Regions from separate parts of the Gossypium arboreum genome. Here region 1 is linked to region 2. A link is a contact called in public Hi-C data. All regions are on one chromosome and are shown on one strand. Each heading gives the region's core, a stretch centred on a gene start, on an enhancer-like site or on the middle of the called end of the contact. The rest is flanking DNA. Distances are from core to core; before and after follow the strand shown. Region 1 holds the start of LOC108467849. Region 2 has its middle 4.1 kb from the start of LOC108468894.

Region 1 (2,729 bases), core at 116-2,615, 100 kb before region 2:
CTACAAATGTCTTGAGGGATCAAGTATTGCTTCCCAAATCGGAACTGGAAAAGTTTGGGGTCATTCCATTCCTTATCGTACTTCATTTTGAGAGCAATTCCCCGCCTTTGCATCTCGCCTCGGTCGCGCCCTGCTGTCTCTCCTGCCGTCTCGATGGCCTCGATGACAACGGGGAAGTGGGAAAGCAAATTGTGGATGTGGTTATGGACGCAATCCTTATTCTGGTGGAGGTTGATTGCTTTAACCCACCAGTCTCTCTTGTCCATACTTTGTCGGACATAAACTTCACCCTCTTTGAAGATCCTTTGAAGCTCTTTGAATGGTTGTTCGAGGGCGTTCCATTTGGTGTTCTTCTCGTCTAGTTGGAGGTTCAGCTTTATCTCCTCGGCTATTGTATTGAAAGCCGAACCGAAGATATCAAACAATAAACAGCACTGGCGTCGATTGATTTGAGAATCATCTTGTAAAACCATGAGAGCACCCAAACTTCCCAAAACCTCACCAATCTGCCTGAAGTGCTCCATTTAAAACCAAACTCTATGGACAATTCCCTTCGAATAAAATCACAAGGGTGCTGTCGAATCCTGGAGATGAAACCCCAGAATCAACAGCCCCCAAACACCAGGCCTGCACGTATATATATATATATATATTTAAAATGGTTATTTAACCAAAAGCACATATTGGGATGATCCCAAGAAATATTTAAAGAAAAAAAAACAAAAATTAAGGCCTTAATGGAAAATAAATGTTTTAAACCATATATGCAGACCTCTCAGTGACAAGTCTCTCTTTTCAACGCCAACTTTCCCTTTTGACTATTCTCTTCTAGAATCCCAAAATTTTGATCTGATGAAGAAAATATTCCATTTTTATTCCATAGAAGAGAAGAGAACATAAACACACAAAAAAAAAATCAACAATGAAAATGAAAATGATGTGCTAACAAAAAGGAAAAGAAATGAAAAGAAAGCTGACCATTCAACCAATATCCGTCAAATAGCACCTAGATTGAAGAACCCGACCAACTTTTTTTGTTCTTTTAGAAAAGAAATCTTAAAGCTTTGAATGTTTGGGAATTATAGGAAGATAAAAAAAAGTCAGCTGGAAACGTAAACAACCAAGCCAAGAACCTGAAATCTCTCAAAAAAAACATTTTGTAACGAAAACAACAAGGGACAATAACTGTAGATGGAATAACATAACAGAAAATAAAAGACAACAAAGAACAACATGGTTATCCAGAGTCAACTACAAACTTCAAAAATCACGTCCATCGAGTATCTGTTTCTAATCTATTTATAAATATTCTCCGGGATTTTCGTCTTTTCTTATGCTTAAATTTTTTTTTTTCAAAAAACTGTTACTCTCTTCAAAGGTCGTCCTAGAAAAAAGGTAATAGAAGCTTGTACGATGTCGTTTGGAAAGGATTTTAGCTGCCATTTTATATAAATATATAAAATAATAATGACGTGATTGTGATACATGTTTTTATTTTAAAATTATATTACAATTCCCAGATTATTGTATAAATAAATGATAAATGTGATTGTGTGCTCCTGATTTAAGAACTAAAATTAGAATATAAATATTAAATTAATCTCTCTGTTTTTTCATGTACAAAGAGTTGAAAGATTGTTGGAACTTGTTATTATTCAACCCCTCTTCTTTTGGAATAATTACCAACTTCATGATGTCAAGTCAACAGCGAAACTATTATTTTAAAAAGGAGCTAATCCACTAATTAAGGAACCAGCCTAACTTCGGATAAATAATAAATTTGATTAGTGAAACTTTGTATTAACCTATAAGAAAAGCCAACTCGAAAGTGAAATATAATTATTTCTCATTAATTTCATGTCCTTCACATATTAAACTTTAGGTTATAATATTTTTCATATTTTTAAAATTTAAATTTTCAAAATTTAGGTAATACTTATTATCTACACCATATTTGACATTTTGAAATAAAAAACTATTAATTTAATAGACATGTAAGAAAAAATAACTCAATTTTAATAGAAATTTTTAATGATATTTTTTATAAAATAAATAGACAAAGACTAAAGAACAAAGAGAATGAGAGCAGGGGCGGATACAATGGGGGCTAGCAGTGGCTCCCTAAAATGAAAAATTTATATTTAGGTTCTTGAATTTTTTTTAAAATTTTAAATTAATAAAGGTAAAATTTACTTTGACCCCCTTAAAATTATAAAAATTCGATTTAATCATTTAAAAATTATAAAGATATAGACTATAAAAAATTAAATTTTTATTCGGCCCCTAAAAATTTGTTCTAGCTTCGCCCCTGAATAAGAGAGTAAAGAGAGAGCGTATTTTATTAATCAATCAAAAGTCTCTATTTATATAAATGATAATTTTAATGGACATTTACTTAATAACATATTCATAACAATATTCATATTTAAATTTAAATTTTAAAATAAATATTAGAAATTTGAAACATATGAACTTAAACTTTATTATTATTTCTACTCTATAAGTAATTTCTTCTATCCAAGAAAAAGTATCCATGGAAAAGAGAGTATTTTGCAAACTAGAGCGATTACTATATTTAAAAAGTGAAGAGTAATTCACTTTGTGATAAAGATATTTAATTAATTTAAAATTTTACATATTATTAAATATAACGGTAGATATAGTAAAGACTTAATTTTAGTACACCCATTCTGACCAAGAGAATAAAAAACCCTCAATTATATTTTTTT
Region 2 (2,700 bases), core at 111-2,610:
TTTCACTATTTATCATTAATCCACCATAGTATTATTGAGGTGTTGTCAAGGCATGTTAAGTTGTTTATTAATTCAACTATTGTACAAATTGCTAAATTGAGCTACAGACTACTGTAAAAAAATGAATGATTAATTGAGCGGGTTGCTTCGTCAACCACTGTAACACTCTAAATCCGATGTTTTCAAGTCAAGTTTGAGGTGTTATAGTTTTAGTGTCAGAGTCAAGTTTATTCAGTTCTAGGTCTAAACCGAGTTAGTGTAGATAGAAATTCTAGTGTACATGCTAATTAGGAACTTTGAATTGTGAGACTTTGATGTTGTTTTTTCTTACATGCCACCAATGGTGATTTACAATGGCGAAACTAGGGGGTAGTAGGGTCCCGACCCTCCTAACTTTTTTCATATGGTCCCTTTAAAATTTTTAAAAGTTTAAATTAGTAAAGATAAAATTGTACTTTAGCCCCCCTAAAAATATAAAATTTTGATTTAATCTTTTAAAAATTATAAAGATATAGTCTATTAAAATAGTGAAATTGTGTTTTTTCTATTGTAAAAATAACAATTTAATTTCGGCCCCTAAAATATTTTCCTATTTTTGCCCCTGGTGATTTGCGAAGAATCAAGGAAATGATCAGCAAATGGATTGTATAAACAACCCCTACCAAACGAATGACACCAACATCCTATTGTAAATAGCTTAAATTTTTAATAATCGATTCATTAACAACAACAAAAAAATACATAAAACAATTTATAATTTGGATGAAAAGACGCATAACTTGGAGAAATATGCCAAATAATATGATTTTTTTTTAGTGAGAATTGTCAGTCACATTTCTTTGTTGTATTTCTTGGTGATCTATAAATAATGAAAGATTAGAGAATTCTTCAATATTGCTAACTGCAGAATCCGTAAAAGATTTGGTGTACACTAGGTTGTCTCGAAGCAAATAACTTAATTCACTGTGCTTGAAAGTCTTCATTCATTTTTTGACCAATCAGGAGAAAGGAACAATCAAGCTTTAAGCTTTGATGCACTCTCATGCAACTTGTAACCCCAGTCCATGATATATTCATTCTGAGGTAACCATCTTCTGCCCAAACTCAAATCGCAATAAATTTATTATTAAGCCCTTGGGTGTTTCTCTTTGTGAAATACGTTAAGGCCCAGTCAATAATGGGCCAGGATGCTTATGTGGATCTCCCCAATGAGCCATAGTTATCCAAAATGAAGGGTCCAAATGAAGCTAATGATATAGGGGAATGATAAGTGGGACCACAGGGCGATGGCTCGAAGCTTCAAAGAAAAAACAGTGGAAAAGAAATAGGTGAGCTGGATGTGAAGGGTCTGGGGACCAGGGACCAGGACCCTTGCCTTAGCCCAGCCTACTTGCACTGAACGAGGAGATGGAACACCGTTAGCCTGACCTTACGTGTACGGCCATGATTGAGTTTCATTATTTCACAAAAAATCTTCTGGATTGTTTTTCTTTTTTTCTTGAATGCCTCCGGAGATGTGGAATTTTGTGCCCTTTCGCTCCCTAACATGACCTCTTACTGCTTCAAAGACCAATGCTTCCTTTAAGAGACCGCAGTGGTCAATAAATATGGAACCCTTTCTTTTCTTGATAAACTAGAAAAGAAAAGATTTGGAGAAAATTTGGTTTTCCTTTTGCTGTGTTTAATTTAATGATCATTAGGGTCCCGTCCCCCCCCCCCCCCCCCCCGGGGCCCTCAAGTAAATCACATACCCACAAGAAAAAAGACCCATGAACTTGAGACTTTTACTGTCTCTATTCATCAATAGATGAAAGCTCAAGAGGCAAACAAAATCTTAGTTGTAGGGCTCTCTCTCTCTCTCTCTCTTTCTGCCACCCAGGAAAAAAAAATTCCATCATAAAGGCCTGCAAATCTATCACCCTAATCGCCCAAAATCTACCAGATAATGACATCTCTTTTCTCACTTTTTCAGAATCCCAACTGCTTGCTTGAGTTAAAAAAAAAAAAAAACCTGTTCCAAGTTCTAGACATTGGGAGGCAATGAGACTAGAAAACCCAGAAACAAAACATTACATCAACAAAGAAACAGACATTGTGGCCTGGGGTTTATAGAAGAGCATATTTTGTCTTGTTAGGGAGTGCAGTGTAACTATTTTAGAATAATGACAATTTTTATTTAATAAAAAAATTCAGCTCTTTTCATGAGACATGAAGTCTATGAAACATCAGTCAGTATACTCTTTTTTCCCCTGGTGCTGCAAGGGTTCGGAGAGAGCTAACAATGCCAAAATCTTATGACATTTGTTTGTACTGCTCCATTTTATGGTTGGACCACAATTTGATGATACATTTCATCACTCAAAGCATTGAAAACTGTTTCAAGGCTCAATGTGTTGGATTATGGGGTGAGTGTGTGTGTTTGATTAAAAGCCCACATGATGATCAAGTGTTGAGTAATGATGCCCAGTTTTGGCCCAAAAAATGATGATCAACTTTGATTTGCTAAATTTCACCCACAGACAAAACACTAGGAGAAAGGGACCCAGATCTTGAAATGCCATATGGCGGAGGGGGTCTCTCTCATCATTTTCTATCAAAGTCTCAAACTGTAATACTTAAACCGCCCATCTTTCTTTCCGCCTCTACTGTGTGTAAATTCGTCCCCTATTTGTTCCACCTTCATGTCTCAAAGCGGTCAAA

Evidence for each region. Hi-C and Micro-C count contacts between places; a contact is called where the count stands out from the background.
Region 1: a contact with region 2 is called in a Hi-C map of leaf, with 3 times the contacts expected there. The contact joins the promoter of LOC108467849 here to the enhancer-like site in region 2. A contact is called at or near these places in 3 of 5 Hi-C or Micro-C datasets (all in leaf).

Annotation. Positions count from the first base shown.
Region 1 is chr8:42,058,512-42,061,240 of ASM2569848v2, reverse strand. LOC108467849 reads right to left here and starts at 1,365. Exons shown (of 5, transcript XM_017768659.2): 1 at 979-1,365; 2 at 773-849; 3 at 1-627. The coding sequence starts at 524.
Region 2 is chr8:41,957,946-41,960,645 of ASM2569848v2, reverse strand. No RefSeq gene overlaps it. Among protein-coding and RNA genes, the nearest start is that of LOC108468894, 4.1 kb to the right of the region's middle. Within about 2 kb of position 1,360, at least 2 of the 2 cell types and tissues checked have an H3K27ac peak or open chromatin away from gene starts, as enhancers often do. A contact at or near this core is called in leaf, where this site is marked.